3 separate regions of the Mus musculus genome follow, and regions 1 and 3 are each linked to region 2. Evidence: chromatin contacts called from public Hi-C data. All regions are on one chromosome and are shown on one strand. The core of a region is the stretch at or near the end of the contact, and the rest is flanking DNA. Distances in the headings are between cores, read along the strand shown.

The links. Hi-C and Micro-C count contacts between places; a contact is called where the count stands out from the background.
Region 1: a contact with region 2 is called in a Hi-C map of uterus, with 3 times the contacts expected there. The contact joins two enhancer-like sites. A contact is called at or near these places in 4 of 39 promoter capture datasets (the 3T3-L1 cell line, 3T3-L1-derived adipocytes, epiblast stem cells and 1 more), 3 of 484 Hi-C or Micro-C datasets (nephron progenitors, neural progenitor cells and uterus) and 2 of 9 other capture datasets (embryonic stem cells and liver).
Region 3: a contact with region 2 is called in a Hi-C map of uterus, with 3 times the contacts expected there. The contact joins two enhancer-like sites. A contact is called at or near these places in 6 of 39 promoter capture datasets (the 3T3-L1 cell line, embryonic stem cells, hippocampal neurons and 2 more), 8 of 484 Hi-C or Micro-C datasets (embryonic stem cells, pre-pro-B cells and uterus) and 4 of 9 other capture datasets (adipose tissue, embryonic stem cells, liver and 1 more).

The regions. Positions count from the first base shown.
Region 1 is chr2:105,107,636-105,110,335 of GRCm38.p6, forward strand. All of the region lies in intron 1 of Wt1os (Wilms tumor 1 homolog, opposite strand), which reads right to left. Among named protein-coding and RNA genes, the nearest start is that of Wt1os, 18 kb to the right of the region's middle. Within about 2 kb of position 1,281, at least 66 of the 459 cell types and tissues checked have an H3K27ac peak or open chromatin away from gene starts, as enhancers often do. A contact at or near this core is called in uterus, where this site is marked.
Region 2 is chr2:105,205,667-105,208,366 of GRCm38.p6, forward strand. No RefSeq gene overlaps it. Among named protein-coding and RNA genes, the nearest start is that of Them7, 17 kb to the right of the region's middle. Within about 2 kb of position 1,360, at least 14 of the 459 cell types and tissues checked have an H3K27ac peak or open chromatin away from gene starts, as enhancers often do. A contact at or near this core is called in uterus, where this site is marked.
Region 3 is chr2:105,131,151-105,133,850 of GRCm38.p6, forward strand. It overlaps Wt1 (Wilms tumor 1 homolog), which reads left to right. Exons shown (of 10, transcript NM_144783.2): 2 at 1,788-1,910; 3 at 2,252-2,354. Among named protein-coding and RNA genes, the nearest start is that of Wt1, 6.0 kb to the left of the region's middle. Within about 2 kb of position 1,316, at least 13 of the 459 cell types and tissues checked have an H3K27ac peak or open chromatin away from gene starts, as enhancers often do. A contact at or near this core is called in uterus, where this site is marked.

The DNA of each region.
Region 1 (2,700 bases), core at 31-2,530, 98 kb before region 2:
TTTAATTTTTTATTAGGTATTTAGCTCATTTACATTTCCAATGCTATACCAAAAGTCCCCCATACCCACCCACCCCCACTCCCCTACCCACCCACTCCCCCTTTTTGGCCTTTTTGGCCTTTTTGGCCTTTTTGGTTCCCCTGTACTGGGGCATATAAATTTTGCGTGTCCAATGGGCCTCTCTTTCCAGTGATGGCCAACTAGGCCATCTTTTTATACATATGCAGCTAGAGTCAAGAGCTCCGGGGTACTGGTTAGTTCATAATGTTGTTCCACCTATAGGGTTGCAGATCCCTTTAGCTCCTTGGGTACTTTCTCTAGCTCCTCCATTGGGAGCCCTGTGATCCATCCATTAGGTGACTGTGAGCATCCACTTCTGTGTTTGCTAGGCCCCGGCATAGTCTCACAAGAGACAGGGTAGCAAGAGGTTTCTTAGTCTGTACCAGCTTCCTGGCCATAACTCTATTGGAACCATTTTAGGACATCTCCAAAAAGACAAAGAACATTTTTCCCATAAGTCTCACAATCTCTTTCTTCTTAAATCTCTGAGGTGTTGTGGTTGTATGGGCCCAAGTATTCATATTTTACTATGATTGTGTTTAAAGTCCTAAAATAAGGGCTGGCAAGGGTTCTCAGAGGAAAGTGTGCCCAGCAGTAAGAGTTCAAGCCGTGCGACCTTTATGTCCTTTATGGACAGTAGTGACTCTGGTCAAGTTGTCCTCTGGCCTCACAGACCCACAACAACAAGTATGTACCCAGTTTTAGACACAGACACAATAAAATAAATGTTTAAGGCTGGAAAGATGGCTCAGTGGTTAAGAGCACTGGCTGCTCTTCCAGAGGACCTGGGTTCAATTCCTGGCACCCACATGACAGCTCACACCTGTCTGATACTCCGATTGCAGGGGACCTAAAACCCTCATACACATACAGGCAAATCACCAATGAACATAAAAATAAAATAAATGTTAAAAAATTAATAAGAGAAACAATATTTAACAAAACTGTTGAATCCAAAAGACCACCAGGAAGCAGGTGGACCATCTTGCCAGGACCCCAGTTCGACCATTTTGCCTGGGCCAGCCTCCCCCCCCCCCACACACACAGGCTTCTTGGCAGGAGGCAGAAGGTCCTAAGTCTTTGCCTTAATTTTTTTTCTGACCTGAATAGTCTGTCAGAGTCTGTCTTTGTTCCATTTGTCAAAACACCATTGTTCTCTCCGCACTGTGGTGGTTTCATTTCCATTGTTTAAGTATCAGAAGTCAAGGCAGCAGCAAGTAGACGGGAGCAGGGCTTGCTGCCTGCATCTGTGGCCCAGAGCCAGGCTCATCTCTTGCTGTTTAGCGGACCGTGGAAATCATAGCCTGCCAACCAACTCTGGCTCCGTTACAAGGTTACAGCTCACAAAAGAGTCTCTGTCACCAGTTACTCTGTGCCAGGGCCACAGTGCACTGGATGGCGAGTCCCAGAAGAGGGCAACCTTTCCTCCCAGATCTGCTATCTTTATGGACAACAATAAGATCATCTGGAAGAAAGCACACCATTCTGCTAAGAGAAGTATCTGATAGGCCTGTTTGTGTGTGTGTGTGTGTGTGTGTGTGTGTTCGTTTGTTTTTAAGAGATTGTGATTTCCCACTGTTATGAAAACACACTCACTGTTCAGAGTTAACCTAGGACCTTATTTTTAGGGACACAGAATAACCCGGGGCATTTTAACTCCTGAGAAGAAATAAACTTTGAGCTGGGCGGTGGTGGCGCACGCCTTTAATCCCAGCACTTGGGAGGCAGAGGCAGGCGAATTTCTGAGTTCGAGGCCAGCCTGCTCTACAAAGTGAGTTCCAGGAAAGCCAGGGCTACACAGAAAAATCCTGTCTTGAAAAACAAAACAAACAAAACAAAAAACAAAAAAAAAAAAAAACCAAAAACCTTTGAATGAGCCTTCAGTTGTGAATTGTTTTATATTTGTCTTTAACATCATTTGCTCAAAAATCGAATTTTAAAATGGAATTTAAAATGTCATACTTATGTCAGGTGTGATGGGACAGGTTTATGATCCCTATACTTGAGAGGTGGAGGCAGAAGAGTTTTGACTGTGATACCAGCCTGGGCTGTATAATAAAATCTTGTTATAAATAAACTGAAATTAAACAAAACACAGAACAACAACAGTGAAAACCCTGATTCTTATGTTAGATTGAGTCAAATACTGCATAAGAGAAAGCGGCTTACTTTTAAAATTAGTGATTCTTTTTCTGATTCTATAAATTGTCATTTAAAATTTGGTTGAGATCATTCATTAAATATGCAAATATCTTTGAAAATAATCATGGGGATTCAGTTTGGCCATTTGGAGGATTCCTAAAGAGAGGGTCTTATCAAATTCCTGAGAGAAAATACTAGTTCCACTTGTGGGCTTGATGCAAAGGATGGCTTTAGATTTCTGAAAGCCAACAATAGATGCAGAAGCACAAAGAACAACATCTTCAAAGCCCAAGTAACAACAATTGCTGCTCTGTAATAATCAAGCCAGTCAGACACCAGTGACGAGAAGGCTAAAGTCATTTGAGACATACAAGATCTAAATCCATATCCGCTTTCTGGATGCTTTTCTGGCCCTGAGAACTAATCTGCATGGACTGTATTTATGGGACCCAGAGTCTGGCCAATGGTAAATACTGGCTGAATGTGCTCAGTACCATT
Region 2 (2,700 bases), core at 110-2,609:
GTGTCTCCATTCTTTGTGATCCCCACTGGTGTTGAAGTCCCTTATTGGTTCTGGCTATAGAGCCAGTTAAAAGAATGCAGAGGCAGATGCTCACCTCCAGCCAACCATTGGTTGAGTACGAGATCCCCAATGGAGGAGTTAGAGAAGGGACCCAAGGCGCTGATGGAATTTGCAACCCCATAGGAACAACAACAATATCAACCAAACGGACGACCCCCCCCACACACAGAGCTCCCAGGGACTAAATCACCAACCGAAGAGTATACATGGAGGGACCCATGGCTCCCATATATGTAGCAGAGGATAACCTTGTCGGGCATCAATGGGGGAAGAGACCCTTGGTCCTGGGAATGCTGGATATCTCAGTGTAGGAAATGTGAGGGCGTGGAGGCAGGAGTAGGTAGGTGTGTGGGTGAGCACCTTCATAGAAGCAAGGGGAGAAGGGATGGGATAGGGGATTTTGGGGGTGGGGAGGAACCGGGGAAAGGGATAGCATTTGAAATGTAAATAAAGAAACTATCCAAAAGGAAAAAGAAAGAAAGAAAGAAAGAAAGAAAGAAAGAAAGAAAGAAAGAAAGAAAGAAAGGAAGGAAGGAAGGAAGGAAGGAAGAAAGAGAAAGAGAGAAAGGAAGAAAGAAAGAAAGAAAGAAAGAAAGAAAGAAAGAAAGAAAGAAAGAAAGAAAGAGAAAGGAAGAAAGAAAGAAAGACATGGATGCTGCCCTGAACATCTAGGAACTAGAGTTGGAGTTTCCCATGCTTCCTTGTTTCTTAAAGCCATCACTTATCAGTAAGTCCAAAGGGGAGAAGAGTCGGAGAGATGCATGCTTGGAAGCTGAGCGTCAAGCCTGCTGCAGCTCAGCCCTAAGCCCCCCACTCATCCCAGCAGTTAAGGGGATAACAATGACATACACTTTCTCCATGCCCTGATAGCAGAATGGGACAAGGCTGACTTTTAATTTTTAATCTCACCCTGCATTTTAAGATGACAAAATGCGTCACCACGGGCTACGCTGTGATTTTTTAGCCTCTGACAGTGGAAGAAATTGAGAGGAGACACAAAACAGCTGCTATGCTGTTCCTTGGTCTGCTGACCCTGCTCCTGCCCCAAACAAACAGCAGCCTGTCCTCTTGGCCTGTCCCGAAGCCTGGAGCTAGGTAAGGAGCCAAGGATCTGGAAGGAGAAGGACCCTCCCCACCACACCGCCCCTGCTCCTGAGCACAGCCACGCTGTTTCTAGGACTCATAAATCCTGAGCTAGTATTTGATCCTACAAAGTAAGATTGTGGTTATCTGAGTGGATGGCCCTGTCACGGGGCCTGTAGACAAACCGCAGCCAGGCTGGCCTAGTCTGGATCATTAGTCACTGGGACAGAAGTTCTGCACAGGGTCAACCCCAGAGCCAGGCCTGCTCTGGCCTCAGACGGGGCCCCAGGAGGACAGCTCATTATTGTCCTCAAAGTCAAGCCTTCTCATTCTTTTGGGAGGTGGTGGTGGGGGAGGTAGGTGAACCAATAAATCTCTTGGCTCTGCCTGCCGTGTTGCTCAAACTCTGTGCTCACAGAGTGATTCTAGAAGGTGTGTGATAAATGCAGATTATCTACTCCATCGCCAGAGAGGCTCATTCCTGGACCTTGTTCCAAGATGACCCTTTGACAGTCTTAAAACTGTATGTGCCATCCCCCAACATTCATTTCTCTCAGCTCCAGCTCCACCCTACCAGTCCAGACCCTTTCTTAGTAAGAGGCTGGAGAGCAGGGAGAAAAGAGGTATTTAGAATGCTGGCATAACTCAGTGTCTACATTCCTGCTTTAGAGGACAGAAGACAGCATGCACCACAGAGAGGACAGAGCCTAGAACCCCTGTGCCTGCTGATGAGAAACAGGTCAGTTCATCCCATAACTTATGGATAACAGCAATGGCTGCCGTTAAGCGTGCACTCGAGTGAGGTATTAGGACAATCAGTTCCCTATAAGATATCAAAGGCAACAGCCCTTCATGACATTTTCAGGTGAGGTAGTAAGTGGCTAACGAGTATAGAGCAAGTGCCGGTGAGCTTGTACCCACTGTCAGCAGTGACTAGAGACAATGTTCTCCAAAGCCTTGTCTGGTTGATGGCTTAGTCAGTCAAGTCTTTGCTGTGTGAGCATGCGGGCCTCAAGACTCACATGGAACAGAGAATAGTGGCATGGAAACTGCTGAGGTGGAGACGAGAGGAACCCCAGGGCTTGCCAGCCAGGTAGGCTTTCCTATTTGGTCAGCTTTGGGCCATGGAGAGACCTGATATCGAAAAACTGAACTGGGGCAGAGTGTAGTGGCACCTTTAATCCCAGCACCGGGGAGACAAAGGCAGGCAGATCTTCATGAGTTTAAGGCTAGCCTCATCTACACAGCATGCTACAAGCCAGTCAGAGTACAGAATGAGATCTTGTTTCGAAACCAAACCAAAACAAGGCAGCAGACTCCTATGGAATGATGTCTGAGGTTATCCTCTGGCCTCGCATGCATGTGTGCACACACATGCACACCATGTGCCTGAACACACACACACACTGAAAAATAAAATGAATAAAACACCCTGTCTCCCCTAGTGAGGCTCAGCACTAACAGTGTCTGTGATGGACTTGAATTACATCATCATTTTAAAGAATGGAGCCTACTTCTCTCCTGGGGAGGCTAAAGTGAAGAGAATATGGCAGAAGT
Region 3 (2,700 bases), core at 66-2,565, 75 kb before region 2:
GGGTTCGTTTAGAGAAAATTCCTTTATTTCTCCCCCCCCCTTTTTTTTTGGTTTAAGGACTCTTCACAAACTCCGTATTCTTGCTGGGAAAACCCGGGTGGGTGCCTGGACCCATTTTCGTTTATAAGCTGTAGGCCTCAAGTGGAACCACGCCTTGTTTCTCAAAAGGAAGATTCTGAAAGGCTATATGCACTTATTAATCCACACCCAAGAGGTATTAGGGCAGGGCATTATCTTTCCTCACTTCAGATACAGAGAAACTCAGGGCTTGCCCAGGTTGAAAAGCTGGCTGCTTCCTCAGTCACTGACCAGAGTTCTCAGCCTTCCCAGGGTACAAGTTGGTTATTCCCATAGTACCCCATTTCTCCCCTTCACTGTAAAACACCACAATCGACTGCTCCGGAGTAACCCCGATAGGATGGAAGCTTGTGTTTTTGTTTGGACAGTGGGTGTCCCCTCGGTATTTTGACATTGGAGATAGCTGTCTCTGTACTGAATGAATGGTCTCAGCAACTCCTTATCGATTGAAGGACCTCCATCAGCTGGTGGGTAAAAACATCACATGACATAACTGAGTCTCCAAAGAAACCAGACATTTCCAAGTCAGGTGGGCACTTTGTTCTACTTGGGGGGGGGGGGCTAGAATTTATTGGGATTTAGAGACTGCACAGTAGGAAGCCACTGGGGCTACAGAGGGAGGCTACTGAAGGGACAAGGTGTAGCCACTCAGCTCTCATTCTGTCCTGAAAGGCCTGGCTCCCTCTCCTGAACTTCACCAAGAGGTGGGGGAGGAGGCCCTACCCCAATTAAGTCCCTAGAAGGATCTTTAAGATGTCGGCTTGCACACCAACTTGAGCTTTGGCAAAACAAGTGGGGAATGTGTTTATAGAAACTTAGTAACAATATCGTGAAAGAATAAGATTTTCAAGACTCCCTGTTGATTTTCATCCATTTGAGAGATAGGGGAGGTCACCAGCCTCAGCTTTCAGCAAGAAAACAGAGGCTGAGATACTGCTACACAGGGATAGGTAGGGACATTGTACTGGCCTGTGGGGCAAGAAGGTTGGTCACCACAGCTGTGGGCAGAACTGAGCCCTCTGGGCTCCAGGTAGGCTGGGAGGGGCAAAAGGATTCGCCCTAACTGGAAGGGTCTTTCTTCCCTCCTCCCGCACCCCCCCCCCCTACAAGCTTTCCTAAAGGCCTTGAGTGTCTTGGTGTCAGGCTGTGCAGACCAGAGAGGTAACATGCCCTGGTAATTACTCTCTCCTTTTAAAGCGCAGACCGTTGAACTGGCTCAGAGTAATTAATGAAAGTTGGTGCGCGGGCCCTTGATTTACAGCCCTGAGTCAAAGCGGGGTCAGCAGAGGAAACCCAGTCCTCTGGACCGAGCCGCCCCAGCGCGAGAGCCACGGTGTTGTTTGTTTTTACGAAAGACAGTTTCTCCGCCAGGCGGGCGACGGTTTTTACACCCAACTTGCTGGAGGCTGCAATGGAAGACAGGCACAGAGGAATTGGGGGAAGCGGGGAGTTTGTAATTTTATTTGGGAGAAAGGATCGGATTAGTTCCCACTACAGCGTTGGGTTCCCCGCTTAGAGCCTGAAGTCCTAGAAGGCAGGGGTGGGGGTGGGGGTGGGGGGCGGCAGGGGTGGCAGAGGACGACTCTACTGCTGACGAGAGTTAGGACATCGGGTACCCGCTGCTAGTGCCCCTGCTTTTTCAGGAACCTAATTGATTCTGTACTTTTTTTTTTCTTTTTTCTTTTTTTTCTTCCCTGCCGCTTCTTCAGGATACAGCACGGTCACTTTCGACGGGGCGCCCAGCTATGGCCACACGCCCTCGCATCACGCGGCGCAGTTCCCCAACCATTCCTTCAAACACGAGGACCCCATGGGCCAGCAGGGCTCGCTGGGTGAGTGGGAAAGATGCGGGTCTTTACTGGATGCCTCCATCTATAGTACCGCATCCTATCCGAATTTTCAATCCCTAGCAAATTGGGAGAGCGAGTAGAAACATTTAAAGGGACATTAGAAATACTAGCTTGTTTTACCCTATTTAAAAGATCGAATCTCCTTCCGCTCATCGTGGGGAAGTAGTCCTTGAGTTGAGGCGGCCTCGCTGTCCTGCAGCTGGAGCCAAACCTCACCGTCTGATGCTCAGCAAGCTCTCCATCCCGTCCCCCCTCCACCAGAACCTCTGCCAGTGACTCGCACTCCCGAGTCTCGCTCACTGCTGCCCTTGGCTCTCTGGCAGGCGAGCAGCAGTACTCCGTGCCACCTCCGGTGTATGGCTGCCACACCCCTACTGACAGTTGCACAGGCAGCCAGGCCCTGCTCCTGAGGACGCCCTACAGCAGGTAAGAAGGCGCGGAGCACCGAGACTAGATCCTGGAAATCCAGGAAGTGCAGGTGAGCTGGCGGCGAGAGAATGCCTGACCCTCCGCATCGCGTTCAACAGGCGAAAAGAAGGCAGGCAAAAGAAGTCTTCTTTAGACCCAGACACTCTAATTAAAGCAGGTGTCTTGGGCTATTGCTTGGCCTATAAAACGACGGCCGGCCGTTGTGTTTGGAGATAAAAAGGGAACTGCTGCTTTGAGGGTTTATTTCTTTTCTTTGGTTTTTCGAGAGACAGGATTTTTCTGACTGTCCTGGTAGTTTTTCTGTAGACCAGTCTGGCTTCGAACTGAGGAATCTGCTTGTCTC